2 separate regions of the Athene noctua genome follow, and region 2 is linked to region 1. The links are chromatin contacts, called in public Hi-C maps. All regions are on one chromosome and are shown on one strand. Each heading gives the region's core, a stretch centred on a gene start, on an enhancer-like site or on the middle of the called end of the contact. The rest is flanking DNA. Distances are from core to core; before and after follow the strand shown.

Region 1 (6,069 bases), core at 1,360-3,859:
GGCACCTCAATGAGAACATCTTGCCCTCCTGCTTTCCAAAAATCTGGTCAGTTCAGGAAGCAAACAGCTGTTTTAGGAACTCACATGTCCTGTGGCTCAGACACCTCCAGGTAGCGCATCTTCATCAGCCGAGGGAAATCCATCTCTTCCTTCACCTCCCAATCACTGCGAACTTCAACAGAGGAGTCACGAGGCTTCTGCTGTGCAGTCAGAGGTAGGACAGGTAAGAGAAATGGAGCCAGAGCACATCAGGATTTGTGCAAGAGGAGTTGCTCTGTGAGCACAGCCAGAAAAACTGAACCAACACAGAGGGCAGAGAGCTTGCTTGTTTACCTGTGATTTTTGGTCCCATTTCTGCCTCACTCCAAACTGCTTCTGAAACTTCTTCTGTAGGCGCAGACGATCTCTAAAATGGCAAAAGTGAGAAAAGTCATGAAGACAAGTTCTCGATTCCTATGCGCCACAACCATTCCTACGCTTCCAAATTACCACCAGAGAAGCAATGCTTTTCGGCACCAAGCTGCCGAAGCATTTGCTAAGCCATCTGCTGATCAAGATGTCCGAGGCATTAAAAGCTCTGTCAGCTCTTTAAATATTTTAATCTCTAAAGATTGTAATGGCAGTTTTCAGACAAGTATATGCTCTGCTTTAAATCACCATGCTTACTTTCTAAATAAGATTCAAAAATTCTTCTAAATTCTCAGATAGCGGTTTGAAATCCACGCTTGTAACTTCTGCTGACATCAGCACAACAAACTTGAAATATCCTGAAATTCTTCTTTGCTGACTGTTTGCTCTAGTGAGTTCTGTTACACTAATGTCATACATTTATCAACAGTATGTTCACACACTCCAACCCAAGTATGGTATGCTCATATCTGCAGCCTACCTCTCCTTCTGCTTGGCACTCTTTGGCAGTGTCTGCATGCTGAACTGCAGCATGTTCCGACGGTCCTTGTCTCTCCGAAGGTTCCTCTGCAGACACGAAGGAAGAAAAAACCCAACATTTCAGCTGCAAAGTAATTCTGTGCTGCTGAAGCTCTCCTTTGAGCCTGTTTCTGAAAACACACTACCTGTGCAAATCGCATACGATTCCTCTGGTACGCTGTTTTCTGCGTTCGTGCTGTATCCACCAGCTGGAAGCTAGTCTCATCCTCCTCATGGAAATATGCATATTGACTTCCGCCACCAAACTGCGACGAGTACTTGTCTGGAAACAAATCAAAGCATCTCGACACCAAGCTTCTAGAAAAAGGACCCTGACACTTTGCCTCCTCCCTCAAAATTCCCTCCAACTGCTTTCACCTAAGTCTGATGCATAAACCAGCACTACTGGTTTACACCAGCATGTTCTCTTCCCCTCCACGCCTACCCCAAAAGTCCTAATCATAAGACAGTACAAAAATCAGGAGTAAGCCCTAAGTACAGGGAGAGCCTGACAGAGCTCTCACAGGGGCGAGGCCCGCTTCATAATTTAAGAAGCCTCTCTTGCTGAGGCTCGCAGGTAACCACCAGAGCGGGTGTGAGACATGAAAGCAGGAATGCTGCTTGAACAAAAATTTAGGAAACAAACCACAGGAAGAGCCACCAGACGACACATACTTGTATATCTTTTATCCTGGTAAGTGGCTCCTGTCCAATCAGCCACCTGAGGACAAGCATAAACAGTCAAAATAAGTGAGTATTAACATGACACTTCCCCCACCACCTCTGACTTTATACGTGCAGGACTTCAAGCAACAGAAGCTAACACTGCTGTATGCTTCAAAACTAATACTTTTAAACTCTCAACTTCACTTGCCAGCCCTGCTAATTATTCAGAGCTGTGCTATATGCTAGGACGCACTGCAAAGCATGCCAGACGAGCAGCCACAGTAATAAGAAGCAAAGGCCAGTGGCAGCGTGCAAGGGGAAGGATGCCAGAAGGCACACAGGACTCGTTCAGCAGCAGCCCAACGCGCCATGGCACGATGAAAATACCTTTCCGAGGCGGTCTCCTTTACTGAAGGGCTGGTAGGGCATGTCCCTGAACTGCTCGGGGACGGCGCACGGGCCCCAGCCGGAAGGATTGTCCTGGATCACAGGTGTCACAAACTTCGCCATTTCTTAAACTTCTATAAGGTAGAAAAAGGGAAAAAATTCCCAAACCCTCAGCTGCCGCACGGCGAACCCCGCCGCACGCCGTGACACCCGCTGCAGTGGGGCACCCTGCGGGGACCGCGGCCTTGCCCCGGCGCAGGCCAGGGCACAGTGCCACCACAAGGGGAGGCCGGGGAGACCACCTCCGCCAGATCGGCCCGCACGGAGGGGAGCGGCCGGGGCGGGACGGGAAGTCCCGGTCGCCGCTGCCACCGTGTGCGTGTAGGGGGAGGGGTGGGGACCCGGCCCCCACCAGAACCGAGGGCTGCGCCGGGGCGGGGCCGGGGGTCCCGATGCCCGCGGGCGAGCGGCAGAAGGACAGGAGGCTGACCTTGGAGCAGCCCCAGCGGCCTCCTCACCTGCACCACCCCGTCACAGCCCCGATGACAGCGGATACGGTAGCGGCGGGCGAGGAAAAGGGCCTCGCGCACCGTCGGCCTGCCCCGTCCACGTCAGCGTCACGCGACAAGAGCGCCGCCAAGTACCGCTGTCGTAAAATTAAAAAAAAAAAAATAATCACAAAACACTAAGCGGCGTGGAGCGCGGCTGCCGTAAAGCGCCCCCCTAGAGTACGCAGTACGTCACGGCCATAGAGCTGCGGGAGGGGTGGGCTAGGAGGGAGCGGCTCGCGCAGGGGCGTACCAGTGTCTCTATGATCCATCCCGCCGCAGGCCGAGCGCGCCGGTGGGCCCGGGCCGAGGCGGTGGCCATGCCTCGTCCCCTGACCACGGCATTCGTAGCAGCCGGAGTTTCTTTACGCGTTCGGCTTCGTGGCCGGGGGCGTTAGAGCCGCCTGTCCCCACTGCTGAGGGGCCGCGGGGTGCCGGCGCGGTGGGGAGGGCGTAGGGGCCCACGCACTCCGTGGAGCTGCGTTCTGTGTGACCTGTGCACGGGTCGAGTTGGTTTGCCTCCTGTTTTGCTGTGCCTTCTGTCATGATGCTATTATTTAATGAGATTTCCCTCCATCTTAATTAGTACTTAACAACAAAAACGTGTAGGAGTGGAAAGAGAGTGATGTTAATGATAGTAAATTGGCCCCATTGATTAAAAAGCTTGGGTTCGACTTTCAAGTAGAAAACCTGTGGTGACACATGACAAAACCATTCAGTTTGTACCTGGTTGTCATGAAGAGGAAGAAAACATCTTCTCTGTCTGCTGGAAGTGTGGCAGAGCATGGCAGCTCAAACAACAGTGAGGTGTCAGAAATACCTTCTCCAGTGGTAATGATGATTAAACTTACTACAAATGTGGGACTTCTCTTAGTGGAAATATTTAAGCCTACAGTAGGCAGATGTCTGCTGGGAACAGTTTTGGTGTAAATGACTTGCCTAATAGCAGCAGGATGGGGTAGGTTGTCTAACAAATTTCTTCCTGTCTATTCTCTACTCTCTTGATGATAACTTAGGCTTCATGACCACATAAAGGACTGCCCAATCTCAGTAATAGGTTTTTGCTCTTTGGAGGAACTGGAATTCAAACTATCTGGCCTAAAATAATGTATCAGAAGAACACTGATCCTCAATAAAATAAGGTTTTAACTACTAGTGTGCAGTCCCTGTCTGGTTGTGCCAGGTTGCTCTACAGAGGTGAGATGGAGTTACTGTCAAATTTGGTACGTAAATTCCTGTTTTTCACAGATAAAAATGGAGATAGAAGTTAAGAGATTTATGACTTTGATAGAGAACAGACTTAGAGGGCTCTGGACAAGAAGTGTATCAATAAAGTGTATCAACATGTCAGGACAGGAAACATGACTTAATGCATGACTTAATTTTCTCACACAGCCTCTTGAAATAAAAATACGTTCCAAATGATGCAATGGTTTTGTAGAAAAGCAGGTACTTTTCAGGTCGTAGTTGTATGATCATTCAACTGACTTTGTGTTATAGAAGTTGTGAAAAAACACTTGACTGAAAGGTAGAGATGTGTGAAGAATGGTAATTACAGTTGCCCCTTGCTGTATTCATGGTGTGGTTTTGCATTGTCCCTGATGGCTTTCTTTGACCTGCTGAAGGGGAGGTGTAGGACTGAAAGTTAGGATTCAGCCCCACACCCTTTGTAGGAGACCGTGAACCAGTGATTCACTACAGTGTGTGCCTCAGATCCCTGTGTCTGTCACTGGGATAGTACTACTTCTTAGGGAGTGAGGGCAATAAATCATTACATCTCAGATGTTCACATGCCAGAGTGATTGAAATTTTCTCTACCTGTAAAAAGAGCAGGATCCAGTTTACAGATCTCTACAGCTCACAGGCTAAACACTAACTCTTTAGAGAATTTTGCTGGGTATCTTTTACCTTAGGAGGGTCTAGATCAGTATTTTGCAGGCAGGGCCATGTGCATTTTCTTCTTTATTTACCACTTGTAGTTCCTCCTTGAGAAACAACTGAAGCTGCGGCAGTCTTTGCTTTGCCAAGACACCCTGCCATTAATCAGAAGTGGGATTATTAAAGCACTTTTCCCTGCTAGTGAAAAAATCCACTTATAGAAATACAGTTTATAAAATACAATTTGTAACTGTCTCACCTAAACAGCCTTTTTGGAGACAAACATGGTAAGTTCTGGAACTGCCTCGCCAGTTGCTGGTGGTGGCTCGGTGTGATCCCAGTTCTAGGTAACCCCTTCTGTGCCTGTCCCTCACCTTCCTGAGCTGGGGCAGTGGACAGAATGGGCTCAGAGGAGCTGGCTGCTTAGGAGGTGGTGATAAAAAGAGCAAGAACTTCTGAAGAGAAAACTCGACTAAGCCATGAATGAAGAGAAGCAATGACAAATAGATGGATAAGCCAAAGTCTCTTTCTTTCCACAGCTTCCTGTTTGCACCTAGGCCTGCGTGAGGTGGTTACAAGAGACTGTAATGCTGCTGCTGTCTCCCAGAGATGACAGATCATGTGCAGTTTGGGCTTAGCCCATCAAATTACCGTTTCTGGGGACAGAGCTGGGTAAAGGCATGGGTCAGAGAAGAGAGCATGTGTGGGATAAATGCTCCGCTGGGCACGGACGTAACCTTCCAGTTTCTTATCAAGGGGAAGCAAGGTTCTAGGAAAAAAAATCCAGACTTGAAGCGAGTAAGATCTGTGAGATTTTGACATTTAGGTCAAATTCACTAGAAGAGGGGAGGGAGTGAGGTCTACACAGGGAATGTGCTGAGTTTATTATTCTTGGTAGCAGATAGTGCTTTCACTGCAAGGCTTTCTCCCTCTTCCTCATCCTGACATGCTGAGCTCTCCCTCGCTGGTGGGCTGGACTGTCTTGCCCTCAAGGGCAGACAGAAACCTGACAAGGGCAAGTTTCCCTGTCTTAAACCATGTTGCCTCTGTAGGCTGGGCTCAGAGCCTGGCGTTGCATTGTCTGCTCCTTCCATGCTACCAGGAAAAGTCAAAATTTATGGCGCACTCAAAAATTGTCTTTCTCTGAACTAGTGCAGTCTCTTGCCTGACTTTGACTGTTTTTATCACCAGTGTCAAAGCTCTCCCAAGGCTTCTGTAGCTTTGACCATAAGGGCCTGGATCACACGTATCGCTGAAGAGTTAGCGTGTATCGTGCTCTGTCCTCATCTTTGGCTGCTGAACACTGCCCTTTCCAGAGCTGTAGAAGAAGCCTGGGTCCGTCTGTCTCCCCACAAACTGTCAGCAAGATTGCCTCCTTTGATCTGCACTCAGTGCTGGATTTTATCCTGGCAGCCAACAGGCTAATTCCACAAGTTTATTCTGAAAAGCTCAGTTAGAGCAGCTGGCACTGGCAGCATCCCTGCTGGCTCCAAGCCTGCAGAAGGAGAGGAAGCCTGGTGCAGTGGCTGGGGTATGAGCTTGGGAGTCCATAGGCTGAGCTGCAAATCCCCATTCTGTGGCTGTTCTCCAGGCCACCTTGGTAAGCCTCCCCAGGGGGAGACTGGCACCTCCATGCTGTGCAGGGATGGGCAACATTTCCCTG
Region 2 (6,069 bases), core at 1,984-4,483, 230 kb after region 1:
TGTGGATTGAAACAGATTTCGATAAGGTCTCTCACTATGTTGTGCCTTGAGTATTACTTCATGGTCAAAGTAGAGTCAGTCCACTCTCAGCTGCAGACTCCATTTGGAGAAGAGAAGGAAGAAGCAGTAACATTTCATTCTCACTCCCACTGCCACTGAACATTCAATATGAGCAAAAGCTTTATGTTTGGGGCAGAGAGGACTGAGAGCTGGCAAAATGGGCAAAATGGGCAAAACCTTAAGAGTATGTGCAAGGGAGACAAGGATACTCAGGGCCAGCATTATTAACCATCATGTAATTATTTTTATCACCGGCCCCAGGATTGCTTGGGATTGTCTCAGTTCAGGCTGGTTCCATAGACCTGCACCCTGCAGCGCCTAAGTAAGCAGGCCCTTGCAGAATGTGGTTGGGCCATTGCTGAATCACAGCTAGTGAGTAGGCTTGAGTCACTAGTTCCTCCAGAAACGCAGCACTGTGCAGGGACACCTTTAATCACTCAGTGCATAGGTCAGGGCTGCACATCTGATGGGCTTATGCTGCACACCATGCATGAACATCCAAGCTTTTTTATGCAAAGCAATACCTGCATTTAAGACCTATGAGATCTGGCTTATAGAAATGCCATCCATTTTTCTCCACCCTGGTAACCTGGGTAAACCTCTCCCAGCAACTAAAAATTAGCAGTATATTACAGCTTATTTTAAACACTACAGAGGTCTAAATCCCACCAAAGTAGCTGCTGTGTAAAAATAAAACAGGGACAACTAATTCTTAGCACAATGAACCGAAAAACTAAAGAGGCAAAAGAGTCAGCTGAAATTAGCCTCTTCTAGAGATGGAGTTCATGGAACTGGAGAGATTAATTAACTTAATTAGGAAGTCAAGAGCTGAGACAATAATTAAACTGAAATCATCTTAAAACCATTCTTCTTCTCTAAATTGCATGCAGCATTTCTCCTCACTGACTGGATGACCCCTGTAATTAATCAGCATTGATTTCAAATTGCTCTTTTAGGTGTAAGCACTGCCTTTTACCCACTGTTAGCTGTAGCACAGCTACTGGCCAGTCTGATTCAGAAGGCTGTCAAGCTTCTCTGGAACAAGCAGCTGCAGCTGGAGTGCTTATCCTGTTGGATCTGCTGTGGGAAGCAAAACTGGACCACCACAAACTGTTCCATGCTGACTCATTACAAAGGAAAAATCTGATTTCAAGATGCAGTCAGGGGCTGCAGTATTTTGTCACCTGGTGACAACTCCCACTTTGAGAAAGAGAATGCAAAATCCACCTATTCCTAGTGAGGAGTGTTTTATTCACATCATGAGGTTAAATTCAACCTTTGCTTTGATGGTAAAGAAACAGTATGAGCGGTAACTCTCCCTGCAAGTCTCTGTCACTCCCGTTACCTCTCTCACGTTCCACATCGTCATGGAGGGGCTCACTTGTAGACACTTATGCAAACCATGTGTACATAGTCATTTACAGCCAAACACCCCTGAGGTTTGGACACAGGAATTTATTTCAGGACATGGTGTCACACTCAGTGGCTGTGCAGCAGCACACATGTAAGAAAATAGCCAGAATAAAATGACAACCAACCTGTAAGGCAGCAACACAGCACTGCCTTGGGACCGCAGAAGTCTGCCACACACCCTCTCCTGCAGTGTGGAGATCAACTCAGAACCAACAACTGTTGCTTAGCTTTTCCACACTTTGATTTTGAAACTCTGTATTTATTTTTAAACCATTTCTGTGATTCCCTTTTGGAGGACAGGTTATTCTGGGATATACCAAGGCTTAAATACCAAGGGCCTCCTTTAACAACCAACTTGAATTTCATTCCACTAACAAGATACTGCTGTACCAGCTGCCTGCATTGCACAGGACTTTTCCCACCCCTGTTGCTTGTGTGTCCAGCGTTTGACTGAGGTAACAAAATCAGGTTTTTTCTTTACTTGGAGCATCCAGAAGTGAAAGGCTGACAGTCCATACACATTTGGGATGGGTTTGGAGCTTTTCTTACTTCAGCTTGTTAGATTTAAAGGTAGAGAGCAAAAAGACAAAGATCAGCTAAAGCAAGTTCCCTATTTGCTGGGAACCTGAGCAAGAAGAAAAACATCCCTTGGGTTACTGCACTGCCTAAAACTTGGGCTTTTGCTGGTGCATTCATTATAGTGAGAGGTGTCTGTATGAATACTGATAGTTTGTGCATGTCTGTTAGTGTTAGATAGAACCCTGAACAAACCTCTGGGAGCTCTCACCTCCCGTGTTTACATTCTAGCCGATTAACTTCTGCAGGGTGTGGGATGTGGGATCCTGGAGCCAACTGACTGCAGACCTTTTTCTGCTCTCCCCTCCTGCAGCTTTACAACAACTACAAGAAAAGCATTCTATGAGGGCATTGGCATCCAAATGCTCAACTGTGGATCCCTTAAGGTAAAGCAACGTTAGGCTGACGCATGCCTGTACATTAGTAAAATCTGTTTGCTGGCTGGGAGGAGTTGTTACACTGGGACTAGTATCGGCACTCTGGTGCTGGGGGCAGGTGCTGTTCCCCACCACCTCCGTTACCTTGGTCCAGCTCGGTGCCCCGGAACCGACCTTCGGGGCGGGAATCCACCACCTGGAACTGCAGGGACCCCACGTTCTGCATCATCTCTTCAAAGGTCTTCAGCAGGGCTGTGTTGAGCTTCGCCTTAAAGACAGCCAGGGTGGGCTGGCTGACCTCCGCTGTGACAGGGTGGCCCTCCTTCACCCAGTTCTTGAAGCCGCCGTTCAGCACAGAGACCTCCTTGTGCCCAAAGGCCCGGAACATCCACCAGGCGCGGGGGGCATAGAAGGTGCCCAGCTCGTCCCCATCGTACACCACCACGTGGGTGTCGTTGCTGACCCCCAGGCGCCCCACGTAGTCGGCAAAGTGGGACTCGCTGGGCAGCATGAAGTCGTAAGGGGAGGACTGGTCCCGACATTCCTCGATGTCAAAGAAGGACGCCCCAGGAATGTGCCTCTCCTTGAACTCCTGCCGGGCATTTCGCTCCTGTGGCGGGTACCAGGAAGCATCCAGTACCCGCAGGCTCGTCCCCACCCTCCCGGCCCGCACGGCCTCCGAGAGCCATTTCGCGGTGACTAGAGCCCTGCCGAGCACCTGCGGCGCCATCTCGGATGGCCGAGGCCGGGAGGGGGCGCTGCGAAGGGCGCCGCACACACGCACAAAATGGCGGCGGCGGGGGGACGCGGGCCGGGACGCGCGACTCGAGCGGGCGGGGCGGCACCGCCCGGGACCGGCCTGCTGGGAAGGGCCCCGGCTCCCACCCCCCGGCGGCGGCCATGGCTGGCGGGGCTGAGGGAGGGTGCTGATCGACTGAGGCCCAGCACGGAGGTACGGGGAGGTGCAGTGGCCGGTCCCGCGCCTTCCCCCGCTGCTGCATGAACGGTGGCTCTGCCGGGGCTGGGGGTGTCCGGGGCGGGAAGGGTCGCAGCGGGAGGCGGCAGGGGTTAAGTCTGCGTGAGGGGTGCTAGGGGCCCGGTAAGGCCTCGGCTGCAGCTGCGCACTGGAGCGGTGGGGCAGAGTCTCCCTTGTCGTGGGGATGTGCCTCTCTCCGGCGCTTCATCTCTGGGGCTGCCCCGCTCCGCTCTTGCTGCTGTCAGCGCTGGCGGGGGGTGCAGGGGGGCAGGACTGTGCCATGGCTGTCCTGCTCGGGGCAGGGTTTGGGCTGAGCTCTGTGAAACTGTTTTCAGGGCTGGAGCCTTTCAAAGCCCTCACGTAGGCTTCAGCACCTCAGTGCAGACACAGGTCTTTAGTCTCAAAATGCATCTTTGTTCAGTGGCTTTTTCTAAGGCTGGTCTCTAATTTGTGACTTTCTTCCTCTTGCAGTCAGGTGGATTCAGGCAGACCCCAAAAATCAGGTAATCTCGGCCAGGAGTTGGGAGCAATGTCGCAACAACTCCTCTACCGTGCTCTGGTATCTGCAAAATGGCTTTCAGAAGCCATCAAGTCACAGCAAGCTGGTCTGTCCTTGAGAATCATGGATGCATCCTGGTATTTGCCAAAGATGAAGCGTGACCCGAAGCAGGAATTTGAGGAGCGCCATATCCCTGGTGCAGTTTTTTTTGATATTGACCAGTGCAGTGACCGTACTTCACCTTACGACCACATGCTGCCCAAGGCTGATGACTTTGCTGAGTATGTGGGGAAGCTGGGTGTGGGGAATGATTCACATGTTGTGGTGTATGATGGCAGCGACCAAGGTCTCTTCTCAGCGCCCCGAGTGTGGTGGATGTTTCGGGCCTTTGGACATGAAGCTGTCTCCCTTCTGGATGGTGGCCTGAAGAACTGGCAGCAAGAGGGAAATGCACTGAGCTCTGGGAAAAGCCAGGTAGCTCCCACAGAGTTCCATGCCTCTTTGGACAAGTCCCTGGTGAAAACATACGAGGACGTCTTGGATAACTTGGATTCCCACCGCTTCCAACTAGTGGACGCACGTGCTGCAGGACGGTTCCGGGGAGTAGAGCCAGAGCCCCGAGATGGTAATGTGCCTCCTGCAGGCCTAGTTTCTCGTCTCTCACAATTGGTATAATAAAAAGGGGCTTCATTTAAGGTGTCCATCAGTTTGACTCCTGTTGAGGTAATAAAGGAAAATATGGTTGTCCTTAATGGGATGGGACCTGAGGCAGTGTATCCATCTGACCTCCTCTCCTTTTCACCAGCAAGTGCAACCCTGAGAATTCCCAAGTGGGGAAACTGTATTTTTTTTCTCTTGAGGGCCTCAGGTGTAGGACATAGCTTTTGTACACCTCAGAGATACTCACTGGTCTCTTCATGTACTGGTGCTACTGTTCTCAGAAGGGCCTATTGAGGTGCTTCAGTCAGAGCCTCATCGGAATGGGTTGCTCTGATGTAGCAACTCTGAGAAGATGTTGAGGGGACAGGGAGAAAAAACAGAACTTGATAGGAATGTGTCCATGTGGTAACTTGAAGGTTAGAGGCATTCTTCCCGAGTAATCAGTAAGCTAGTAAAGCAAAGTAAACAAAAATGAATTTGTTTTAACAAAATATACTAAACAATAAATATTCCTCATGGTGAAACAGAGAACAGGTTTTGCAATGGATTTGTCCCAAACAGTAAAGGTTAATTCCTACCTGTATTGTTTTTCCTCCAGGAATTGAGCCTGGTCATGTCCCTGGGTCGATGAACATCCCCTTCACCGATTTCCTCACAGAGTCTGGCTTAGAGAAGACCCCTGAGCAGATCTGCAGTCTGTTCCAGGAGAAGAAGGTGGACCTCTTAAAGCCAGTGGTAGCCACGTGTGGCTCTGGGGTCACTGCTTGCCATGTGGCTCTGGGGGCATACCTCTGTGGCAAACCAGATGTTGCTGTGTATGATGGGGCCTGGGTGGAATGGTACATGCGGGCACTGCCTGAAAATATTATTTCTGAGGGAAAGGGCAAGACGGTGTAATAAGATGCTTCATTTCCTAGCTGTGCAGATAATTTGCCTTGAAACAGGATTTGGAGAAGATGGATTTAGCATTCCTGGTTAAGTGTCTTGAAGGTGTTGGATAACAAGTATGGTCACATGGTGCTTTGGCACTTTCTCCTTACCTTATTGCTGCTTCTTAGGGGCATAAAGATGACCTGGGCAGCCAGCTCTAGCTGACCCTGTTTGAGCAGGTGGAGTGAACCAGATGTCCTCTCAAGGCCACTTCCTTTCTGTGATTTTTGTGACCTTTTTATTGTATCCAATGGAAGGGAGAGACTGCTGGTTGTAGCATGGGGAAGTAATTGAGTTAAGACAAGCTTATGACTCGGGACATTCCACCATGCTCACTCACAGGATGATTGTATTCATATAATTGTGTGTCATGATTCAGCTCTCTGCATCTGTCCTAGAAGCCATCCATACACTTTATGGCCATTTTGAGTGCAAAACTTTGGGGAAAGATGTAACTGTTAAAGGAGCAAATATGGCTTCCAGTTGGCTCTTAGGTTAGAGACTTGGTCTGGATTTTTTCTTGCACTTGGAATCTAACTGTGATGTGTACTTAACCAGTTTTGTACCCCTGTGGTCCA

The links. Hi-C and Micro-C count contacts between places; a contact is called where the count stands out from the background.
Region 2: a Hi-C map of heart shows a contact between it and region 1, with 4 times the contacts expected there. The contact joins the promoter of TST here to the promoter of EIF3D in region 1. A contact is called at or near these places in 2 of 2 Hi-C or Micro-C datasets (heart and liver).

Annotation. Positions count from the first base shown.
Region 1 is chr3:29,036,449-29,042,517 of bAthNoc1.hap1.1, forward strand. EIF3D (eukaryotic translation initiation factor 3 subunit D) reads right to left here and starts at 2,610. Exons shown (of 15, transcript XM_074902420.1): 1 at 2,499-2,610; 2 at 1,981-2,114; 3 at 1,603-1,648; 4 at 1,074-1,210; 5 at 890-975; 6 at 334-406; 7 at 85-197. The coding sequence starts at 2,103.
Region 2 is chr3:29,266,610-29,272,678 of bAthNoc1.hap1.1, forward strand. TST (thiosulfate sulfurtransferase) reads right to left here and starts at 3,234. Exons shown (of 2, transcript XM_074902442.1): 1 at 2,562-3,234. The coding sequence starts at 3,156. It overlaps MPST (mercaptopyruvate sulfurtransferase), which reads left to right and starts at 3,248. Exons shown (of 4, transcript XM_074902440.1): 1 at 3,248-3,378; 2 at 3,874-4,526; 3 at 5,160-5,275. The coding sequence starts at 3,932.